Linked DNA regions of Mus musculus: regions 1 and 2 are each linked to region 3. A link is a contact called in public ChIA-PET and Micro-C data. All regions are on one chromosome and are shown on one strand. The core of a region is the stretch at or near the end of the contact, and the rest is flanking DNA. Distances in the headings are between cores, read along the strand shown.

Region 1 (3,796 bases), core at 1,242-3,741, 650 kb before region 3:
AAAAGGATGGAGCTGCCGGGCAGTGGTGGCACTTGGGATGTAGAGGCAGGCGGATTTCTGAGTTCGAGGCCAGCCTGGACAGAGTGAGTTCCAGGACAGCCAGGACTGCACAGAGAAACCCTGTCTCGAAAAACCGAAAAAAGAGGATGGAGCTGATCACCTGTGATAGGAATGTCTTCACCAGGGAGAACCCTTGGCTAGCGTACATTTCGCTCCTAATCTAATCTGACTGTTCTCTACGAAAGCTCTTCCTTCCTCCACTAGGAGTACATTGCCAACCTCATTTCCTATTTTGCGGCCTTCCCTTTATTCAGCCATCAAGACAAACAAAAACATCCTTCTAATTATCCCTTAAGTCTTAGGTGACAGATTGAGGAGTCTTGTCTCATCTGCAAGTCTTTGCTAATTTTGTTCGATCAGACAAAAGACTTCAACAACATCATAATGAAGAGTCTTAAATAATAACGTAGTTCAGTGTAACATGAGACTAAAGTGACAAACAACAGTTTTGTCATGTTTTATGTTTTCACTCATGTAAAACTTACTCTGGAAGGAGGCAACAAGCCCTTTTACCTCCTGTCCCAGGGGCAAGAGCAGCAACCCAGCTCCTGCCAATGAAGACTCACCGATCAGCTCCGGGTCTGGAACAGATTCCTGGAGCTTGCCAGCAATAAGCTGCTTCAGAAATGAAATGCTATAGCCCCCTAGGGAATATTCTCCCAGTTCTGTCTCTGGCAACTGAAGAATAGATTTTGGAGCAAGTGGCTGGTCAGCCAGCTTCACTGCCAGATGCCAGTCTGAGAGAGACATCCTCTCTCTTTCGCGCTCTCTCTTTCTCCCTGTAAAACAATAAGGCATTAACGGTTAAAAGTCAACCCACCTCCCTACTCATCTCTCCCTGCAACAAGAATAAAGGAAAGATCATTTCAGTGTACTACTGCTAGAGAAACATAGGTGTAGCACTAAGAGGCTAGAACTAGAACCTAGTGTCCCTCCCTTAATTCTTTCTCTGGTGGACTACAAGGGATTTCTCTTATGCCTCAGTTTCTTCACCTTTAAAGTAAACACAAAAGCCGGGCATTGGTGGCACACGCCTTTAATCCCAGCACTTGGGAGGCAGAGGCAGGAGGATTTCTGAGTTCAAGGCCAGCCTGATCTACAAAGTGAGTTCCAGGACAGCCAGGGCTACACAGAGAAACCCTGTCTCAAAAAAACAAAAGAAAAAAAAAAAAAAAGTAAACACAAAAGGCCAATCAGTTGGATAGGAATGTTGTGAGGTTCAAGCAAGATCACCCAACCCTCTCCCTTCTACACACTCATTTCTGGTTTTCTTCTCCAGCTTTTGATTTAGCTATAACAACACTTTAAGGAGGGCCCTTGTCTCTCTTGCCTGCCCTTATCAGAGATCTATAGCACCACCCAATGTCTTATTGTTAAAACACAGATCTAACAAACTTAACTGCTTAGAAGGCCCCCATTAATCCCAAAGCACTTCTATGAACAGGTGGGTGTTAACTCCACAGCCAGATTACAAACCCATTTATTCTGACGCCTACCAGCTTTCTTCAATAGACCCAGCCCTGCCCCTTTATAACAACACACGTAAGTATACTTCATAACAAAGTTGTCCCCTATATGTAACTCTGCTCACCTCCTGTCTTTGCATATAAGTTCTCTTCCCTTTTTGGCCTCTTAGCAAACTCCTACCAAGACCCACACAAACACATCGGTTCCATGCTCTCTTCTTGGTCACACATTCCCTGTTCCCTCAAGGCAAAAGAGCAACACAAATCAATAGATTTGAGGACAAGTCAGCCAGCTTCATTACCAGATGCCAGACTTAGAAAGCTACCTTCTCTTTGCTGCTTTTTCCCTTGTACAACTTATTTACTTCTCAACTTCTCATTGCGTCCCTCATATTTGTGAAACCCCCCCCATTCTTGAAAGCCAAGACTAGAGCTTTTCTAACACAGTCCCCAGCCTGACATATATGAATGCCCACAAAATAAATCTAAAAATTCAAAGGGTGCAAGAGCCTTGTACCGCAAGACCAGTCCTTGTTACAGACACTATTTCTGCCAAAGAGGTCTCTTGCAGTAAAGACAAGGCTAAGAAAAAACTGTGGTGCGACCCAGCGGACTTCAAGGTACTATCCACCTTTAGGTTTAAAGCGAGAAAGGAGGTTTTTGTATACCGATTTCAATCCTCACAACTGTCTCCTGAAACTGGCATCATTGTCCTTATTTTACAGATCAGGAATAAAGACTCAGAAAGCTGAAGTCTCTTGGCCCAAGGTCACAGATACCTAGTCGTGAGTAGGGACAATGTTGACAACCCCACCTCTCTCGTGGGACCAGTTAGCTACTCCGGACCCACGAGAGCCCCGCGCGCCCAGGGAGGGGGCCCAGCGCCCTCACCCGTCCCGCGGAAGGAACCCGGCCGCAGCGAGCCGCCGGTGTAAACACTCACTCTGGTCCTCTTGCCGGAAACCGGAAGCTCCGCGCTGCATTCTGGGGACTATAGTTTTCACTGAGACCCAGCCCCTTATAAATGGCCGTCCAGCAGCTAGTGGCAATGCTTCCGGGTCCTAGGAGGCGTGAGTGCGAGCACGAGCAGTTTGAGGTCCTAGAAGCCAGTAGGTTGTAGCTTTCTGTCAGACACAATTGTACCACCACCTGAGGTAGGGAGACTCAGTGTGGAATTTTCGAAAGCAGCCAATAGCCCGATGATTCCCGCGCTCTCCAGGGATATATGTGAAGCCTGTTGGTTGTCCCGGGTTTGGAGGAGTCCTAGGCCGGAGGGCGAGCCTTCTCCGAGGGGGACGGGTTCCTAAGTGGACAGGCGCCCCGCGGCCCTTCCGATGAAGACGCAGTTCTCCCACGTAGCCAGCCTCTTGTGCTTCTTGCTCCTTTCTCCCAGGAAACCTGCCTTGTGGCAGCGCACCAGGGCGCTAAAAGTTGAGTCCGTAAGGGGAGTGATTAAGTCGGGTTTCTGGCCCACCGCGAACATGCAACAATGGGGTTTATAACACAGTCATTCGTAGAATCAGTTTGGGGAGGGGAATTTCCACTGAACTTTCGTGGAGACACTGCCTGTTTTAGATGGCTGAGAAACTAATGCACAATCAAATTGGATTGAGTTTACACAAAAGTTAGAGTTAGCTAAACTCAAGAGAGAAGTGATTTTTCTCAGAAAGTTCCACAATTAAGGAAAACAATAACCAAAAACAACCAACTTTAAAACTGTGAAGCTGAGGGACGGGTGAGATGGCTCAGCAGGTAAAAGCACTTGCATTCAAACCTGAGGACCTCCCCGGGAACAAATGGTGAAAGGATTGAACTGACTCCCCAAAACTGACCACACACACACACTAATAAAAAAATGTAATTTTAAAAGATAAAGTTCAGGCTGGAGAGAAGGCTCAGCAGTTAAGAGCACTGAGTGCTCTTCCAGAGGTCCTGAGTTCAATTTCCAGCAACCAAGTGGTGACTCACAGCCATCTATAATGGGATCCGGTGCCCTCTTCTGGTGTGTCTGAAGACAGTGACAGTGTATAAAATACATAAATAAATCTTTTTTTTAAAAAAAGTTCATAATAGCTACTGTGTACACAAGTGTAAAAGTTGTATTCTTGCCGGGCGTGGTGGCGCACGCCTTTAAGCCCAGCACTCAGGAGGCAGAGTCAGGCAGATTTCTGAGTTTGAGGCCAGCCTGGTCTACATAGTGAGTTCCAGGACAGCCAGGGCTACACAGAGAAACCCTGTCTCGAAAAACAAAACAAAACAAAAGTTGTATT
Region 2 (3,384 bases), core at 43-2,542, 680 kb before region 3:
GCCAAGGCATCAAAGGGACAGTAGGGACAGACAGGACAAGTACCCCCAGCCCCCGGTGTGAGTCCCCCATCACCACTAGGGGAGGGGCTGCAGAGATGCCAAATTTGGGTACAGAGCTGAGTTTGTCTGGGGGCGGGGAGGCATTTGTGTGCAATGCAGGGAGGGAGCTCAGTCCCTAGTGGCAGAAAGCCTCCAACCCCAACCTAGCCAGCTTTCTGTCCCACCGTCCGTGGTTCTGAACTGCGATGCCCGAAGGAAAGACTCCAGTCCCTCAGGTTCTCATATTCACTACAGTCCTAAGGATGCACACTCCTCCCCAGATACGCCGCTTGGGGGTCCCAATGGCCTCGCCCCACCCAATGGGCACTGTCCCCCCTCCCCGTGCTAGTGCCGATTTCTGGTGACAACTGCCACGTGCGGGCAAGGGGGGAGCGGCTGGTCCTAGCATTACGGAGACAGCGCCCAGGTGCTCGGAGCCCCTGCACCGCACCTTGTCCCGGTTCGCCGCAGGGTGCCCACCCCCTTGCCTGGCCCGCGCTCCGGGCCGGGGCGGGGGCGGGGGCAGGCGGCGGGGTCTTTGTTCCCGCAGCCCGAGCGCAGCGGCGGCGGCAATGGGTCCGCGCCCCCTTCACCAGCCGAGCCCGAGCCCCGCGTGCCAGCAGAGCTCGCAGCTTGCAAGGAGGAGGTCGGGGTGATGAAGCTGGCCAGGGGAAAGAAGGGTTCTGTATAGTAGACCCCGTGGCGGAAAGCCAAAGAGCCTCGGTGAGACAGGGGCCCGCAGCCTCCCCCCGCGCTCGGGCGCTGCGGCTCCGGCTCAGAGCTGCCGTTGGACTTGGAGCGCCACTTAGCTGGGCCCGGGCCCCAGCCACTCGCTCGCACGCTGCAGCGCTCCAGCCCGCTCCGGCGTGACAGTACGCACACTCACAAACACTCACCCGGACCCACACGCTCCCTTCGGGGCCAGCCTGAGACCCGCAGAGCTGCGCACACGCACTCTCTCCGGGTGCCGCACACTCTGCACCCGCCCCGCAAGGCGTCCGATCCCGCGCCCCGCCGGCCGCGCGGCGCCGCCTACCTTTCCAGACGGCGGAGATGCGGGGTCCGCTCCTCGAGTGGCCTTGGGCGGAGGCGGCGGCCACCCAGAACACCAGCAGAAGCCGCAGCCGCAGCGGGAGCCCGAACCGAGCCGGCAGGCTGAGGACGCGGGCGCGCGGTGCGCTGGGGGCGGCACGTCCGGGAGGAGGAGGCGTCATCCCGCAGCCCCGGAGCGACAGCGGCAAGCAGCCGAGACTGAGACAGCGCCCGGCCGCAGGCAGAACCTAGCGCCAGGAGGCGGAGTCAAGCGCCTGACCCCACCCCGCCCCTCCCCCCCGCCCCTCGCAGCCTTTTCTAGCTTTGCCGGTGGCCCCTTGCTTGTGCGGTGACCGCTGCCAGGAAAACCTTCGCTACCCGCACGCGGGCAACTCCACCGGGAGAACCCAGCTGCAAAGAAGACAGACTTGTGATCTGTCATGAGGGGCAGATCCCATCCCTCCTCTGGGCTTCAGTTCCACTTCCCTCGCCCCAGTGGAAAGAAAGGCCTAGGAAATCCGTAAGGATCTCTCAGCGCATGGATGAGTCTAACACCGGACAACCCCCCTTGCTGTCAGCTAAGTGGTTTGTAGTCAGAGAACCATTCTCATAGAATGGGCTTGCGGGAGTGGGACGCAGCTCTCTGCTGATCCTATCAGCCGGAGCAGGATGCTTTCCTCTGTGGAGGAGAGAGGGGAGGTCTAAGATGTGTGGGGTGCCCACAACGCCCCACGATTGCTCTGCCTGAGAGAACACTGGGAATTTTTCATCTTGGCCTGGCTCCCTCCTCTCCCTCTCCTTTCTCCTCCCTTCCCCAGCCAGCAGCCTTCTGGGCTGCCTCCCCCCAGCCAGCTGGTGTATGCTCAGAAAATCCAAACTCATTTCCATGTGCACTGAGGGGGATATAATTAGGAAGGCCCCTTCCCCAAGAAAAAAGTGAGGGGCACAAGACTCATAATCAGAGAGGGAAGGTCAGACCAATCGAAGGGAATCTTTCTCTGCCTAAGGCTCAGCTACATACCAAGGGCAACCTGGTGACGCGGTGGTAGTTCCATCAGAGGGTCCAGGCCCCTCTGCAGTCACCTGAACAACCCAGGAAACTCTGTCATTGGCTTATGTTTTCAGAGCCACTTTGTCTGCTCTTCGTAAAAGGGTCTCCCATGTTCCTTGGGCCAGAGATGGACAGATTCCCTACCTCTGCTTGTACCCAAAGAAGCTATGACTGGGAAATCCATCCAGGTCAGCTTGTCCCAATCTATTGCTTACTGTATATGTAGTCTAAGATGTACTGCACCAAGAAGAGACAGGGCAAGGAAGAGGGAACAGAAGTAAACAAAGACTTGACCTTCAAAACCCACAGACCCAGACATACTGAGCATGCTGTAGACACAGGCAGACCCTGGGCAGGATGCCCTGACCTCAGAGCCAGCCTCTTCACTGCTCCACGGGCAGGGAGGTTTTGATACAGCGAATCTTAGCTCTGCCAATTGTACAGTCTGCTTCTAGTTGTTTTCTCCATTCCTAAAAGCCCCAAAGTACCCTAGCCACTAAGGTGAATTCCTCCAGATCTCTCTGTGGGGAGGGGTCTAGAGACACTACAGGGCTGTGCACGGAGTCACTAGCTTCATGATGCCTAAGATCACAACCCCAGAAAGAAAAGCCTATTGACAGCCCAAGAACTCCTTCCCAGGCCTGCACTGAATCCTGTGGCCCTAAAGTTGGCAAACTGACCAGGCCAAAGTAGCTTCTAAGAATGATACTTGCTTTCTAGCCCAGTGACTCATATTCTGGGCAGTTATGCCCTCCAGTATCTTCATTTCTATAAATGATTGGGGCAAGTTAAGAAACCACCCATCCCTGCCTTTAAGAACCAAGCATTCAAGTGCATCTGAAATGAAAACATTACCCATGTGCACAGTAACTCATAAAATGCAACCCACTTCCGCCTACATCATTCCTCTCAGACCTACATTTTTTTCCTCTGATAAGGAAACATAGCTCCAACTTAGGGACAACTCTGAGGCATCCAGGACAACAGGGGTCCGTCTGAGATCAATTGGAAATGAATGAATGGAGACAGAAAGCCAACTTTTCTGACTTTAATAACAATTGCCAATAGTGTGGTTACTATTACATGCTATAAACATTCCACTGCCTCATTTTTAATGCCGACTTCATGATCCTAGGAGTTAGGTGCTATAGTTCCTCTCTCTATAAGCAGGGGAATTAAGGCATAGAAAGGTGATACAATCTACCTAAACTCACTCGGGTGGACAGAGACAGTGGCAGAGCTGGGACTTTAACTTAGGTGGT
Region 3 (3,448 bases), core at 419-2,918:
CTCCTTGGGTCTACAGCCTGAGAGTTCTAGACCACAGGAGCCAAGGGCACTCACTGTCTTCCTCCCAAGTCACTCCTGACATCAGGAGTGGAAGAAGATGCTACGCACAAGGGAGAAGAGGGCAGAGTTAGTATGTGTGATAGTAGGAAACAATATCTCCTTGAGAGAAGGCTGAGCCTGTCAGATTTGGCATGACCCAGAGCTGGCAGGGCACAGATGCACCTTTCTAGTGTTAAAGCATGTTAGTAAGATACAAAACCCAGGCAACCTGGGCTTCTGTCCCAATTTGCAATGTGATTTGGAAAGCCCCAAACCTCAGAGTCTCTCCTCTATTTGTCTAGCCTCTATTTGTAAAAAAATCTTCCAGCTCTAATCCAAGAGACACCCTCCCCTTCTCCTTGAGTGACCTCACTTCCTCTTCCTAATCCTACCTGGAGCCCAGCCCCTCCGCCCCAGCCCCATCTTCTCCCATACCTGTGCCCTCAGCTCTGTTCTGACTCAGGCAGTCCTGATCTTTGGGTCAAGATGGGTGTTCTGAGTGGTTTTGCCCCAAAAACTAATTTTGATCTCTATGGTGTTCAACTATTCTTCACCATGCGACCCTGCCTTGGCCTTGGGCAGTCCTGGAACTGCAAGGATTAGATTCCTTCCAAGAAAGAGGTGCTAGCGCTGAGCTGGGCAAGGCCCCACAACCAGATGGGCTAGAGTCCAGGTGAACAGAGGCAGTGGGTTTCCCAGCCCCTTTCTGCAACACATCAGCTTGGCTAGGGATGCTTCATCCCATCAGCTTTCCAGGTTGCTCATGCTCAGACCGGTTCTGGTGCGACACATTTGCCAGAAAGGCTCAGATGCCCACCAAGGCCGCTTGGCAATATCTCCAGAGTCTCATTCCTGGCCCACTCCAGGTCACTAGGAGCTGATATATACTCGTCTGTACTTTACCTCATAAGTCCTTCTTAATTTCCTAATGCAACTTGTTTGTTGAGGAAGTTAGGGCTGCCTCGAGATATCCTTTAGCATTTTTATTGTCTTGCTAGGAACTGAGTGTGGTGGTCCAAGCTTTTGACTGCAGCACTCAGAAGGCTGAGGCTGGTGTGTCTCTGAGTTCACGGCCAGCCTGGTCTACATAGTAAGTTCCCAGACAGCCACAGCTATATAGTGTGACCTTCCCAAACAAAACAAAGCAAAAGCAAAACAAAAAAAAAAAAAGGACTGCTAGATAGCCCAGGCTCAGCTCAAACTCTCAGCAATTCCCCTGCCTCAGCCTCCCATACCCCAATTTATGTGCTACACATCTTTTCGAAGCCTGATGGCCCTATTTCTAAGAGGCAGAATATCACTTTTACAAATGAGGAAACTGAAGCTCATAGAGGTTAAGTGGCAGGTCCAAGGTCACATGGCTAGAAAGTAGCAAGGAATGAATGATCTAACGGAATGACTGAATGAGGGCTTACGATCGCCCTCGGGGCAGAGGTTTGAGGAAGGAGGCGAGCGAAGACTGTGCACAAAGCCAGAGGCCGGGTCGCGGGAAAGTTGGTTCCACTCAGGCCTTCGGCACGGGAGGACCCAGGGGAGCGCAGGCTCCCAGAGGCACAGCCGGGTTCTGCCCCCACTCAACGGCCCGCCCCGCCCCCGCCCCGCCCCCGCCCCGCCCCGCTCGGGACCACAAACGGCGCCCAGCGGCAGCACGAACGGTCGCGCGGAACGTCTCTCTGGGCTAGCTGCCTGCCGCGACTTCCCGCGCAAGGCCGGCGGGACAGGGACCCGCAGCCTAGGCGGCGCTGAAAGATGCCGCGGCTGCTCCGGGTGGCGGCCGCTAGAAGCCTGGTGCTCTGAAGGTAGGAGCTCGCCTACCCGGCAGGCGCGGAAACTTGGGCCGAGTTTGCGGGCGGCGCGTGGGCAAGGGGCGGGTGGCCCTGCCCCAGGGCGCCCCTACCGGCCAGCCCCAGGACGGAGCGCGGGGACCGGGGCCCAGGTGCTGAGGCTTCGGGCGGTCAGACTACGGGGCCCAGTCATACCGCTGCCCAGACTTTGCCAGGACTTGGATGCTCCCTGGGCCTGGTAGAGCTCCGGAGCCACAGCACTGCCTGGGCGTTAGGGCTGGCGAAGAGTCAGGCGGATCCCTCGGGCCTCTCGCGGGGCCAGGCTCACGCGGATTGCCGGGCGCCGATTCGGGGTGGCGGTGGGGGGTTGGGATTGGTGGCGGCGGGCGCTGAGGTGCCGCGGGGCCGTGGACGAACCCTGTTGGAACAGGACCGCCTGCGGTTTCCTAGCCACTGCTTGACTCACTCTCTGGCCACAGCCCAAGCTGGCGGGATCGTCCCGAAGGAGGTGGCTGCCCAGACTTTGAGGCCGCCCCCCCCCCAGCCCCCCAGCCTTCTGGACCTCAGTGCAGTCTGCGGGCATCGATCCGTGGGGTTCCCAGTGCGAATCTCCTGACTTTTTTACACGTTTACGTGAGCTAAGGAAGGGCACCGTTGGGCAGTGGGGGGCATGTGTGCAGATTCGGGCCATGCATGTACGTGTAGGAACAGCTTTGCATGCGTGGCCCACGGCAGTCTGTGTGTCAGCCTGCCGGGGTGCACGTGCGTTGCAGAGGCGCGGAGAGAGAGGCTTGGGGACACCCGGAAGCCTGGTGTGGCGGTGGGGCGCCAGTTCCCTACTGAAGCCGGCTGGCTGTGAGCCACTGGCACGAGGGTCACGGGCGGGGCCGGGAGAGGGAAATTAGGAGCGGAGCATCCGGGGAGACCCTTTCTCTCAAACTGAGAAGTGTGGGCTGCTCCACGTTGAGTGAGTGCTCAGAACCTCAGCACGCAAAGTTTTTAGAAGACTGGTATCTGTTAGAGCGGAGAGAATACTGATGCGGGCCTCAACTTGGCTGGGATCGCGCTCTTCATGAGGCCCCAAGGATGTGACGTGGAAATGGACCCACGGAGTTGTCTGTCTCCCTCGTGGAAAAGCAGGAGTGTAGGCGCTTGACCCTGCCCTGGGTTCTGGCTGAGGTTAGAACTCCTCTAAGAACTGGCAGAACTTGGACATCTTCACGGTAGGATCACCTGTTGGCCCTACCTTCCCCAAGCGCCTTAGGCTACTTTGGTATCCGGAAACAAGGCACCTTCTTTTTGGCTACTCTCTCAGTGGGGGTGGCCTCTACCGAGGGAGCTTTCCATCCTACTGGCCGGGCATTACGTCACCGCCTCACCTTTCAGAGTCTTGGGTTGGCTTTTTGGCGCCCTCACTCCTCCTACAAAGACTCCTGAGGGTCCCAGGGGTCTGGTTCTCAGGAAGTCTCCAGGGCCAAAGGGCACGGGTTGGGCTGAGCCCTGGAGAGACGGACTCTTGAGAGGGGTGGTTAGAGCAGGTCCCAAGGAGCATTGGTGGAGGTGAGACCAAAGCCAGCCCTTAATTAACCCAGACCTCCCCAAGGATAGAGTGGGCTTGGTACCTT

What was found. A called contact is a pair of places that touch in the nucleus more often than the background predicts. ChIA-PET counts read pairs in DNA pulled down with a chosen protein or histone mark.
Region 1: a contact with region 3 is called in an RNA polymerase II ChIA-PET map of memory CD8 T cells, with 41 read pairs. The contact joins the promoter of Ubl7 here to the promoter of 1700017B05Rik in region 3. A contact is called at or near these places in 1 of 39 promoter capture datasets (liver), 1 of 484 Hi-C or Micro-C datasets (CD4 T cells), 1 of 115 datasets of contacts at active chromatin or transcription factors (memory CD8 T cells) and 1 of 9 other capture datasets (liver).
Region 2: a Micro-C map of embryonic stem cells shows a contact between it and region 3, with 6 times the contacts expected there. The contact joins the promoter of Sema7a here to the promoter of 1700017B05Rik in region 3. A contact is called at or near these places in 1 of 39 promoter capture datasets (pre-B cells), 2 of 484 Hi-C or Micro-C datasets (both in embryonic stem cells) and 1 of 115 datasets of contacts at active chromatin or transcription factors (pancreatic cancer cells).

What each region holds. Positions count from the first base shown.
Region 1 is chr9:57,909,681-57,913,476 of GRCm38.p6, reverse strand. It overlaps Ubl7 (ubiquitin-like 7 (bone marrow stromal cell-derived)), which reads right to left and starts at 2,491. Exons shown (of 11, transcript NM_001122873.1): 1 at 2,418-2,491; 2 at 627-839. The coding sequence starts at 810.
Region 2 is chr9:57,938,020-57,941,403 of GRCm38.p6, reverse strand. Sema7a (sema domain, immunoglobulin domain (Ig), and GPI membrane anchor, (semaphorin) 7A) reads right to left here and starts at 1,292. Exons shown (of 14, transcript NM_011352.3): 1 at 1,076-1,292. The coding sequence starts at 1,253.
Region 3 is chr9:57,260,819-57,264,266 of GRCm38.p6, reverse strand. It overlaps 1700017B05Rik (RIKEN cDNA 1700017B05 gene), which reads left to right and starts at 1,668. Exons shown (of 3, transcript NM_028820.2): 1 at 1,668-1,838.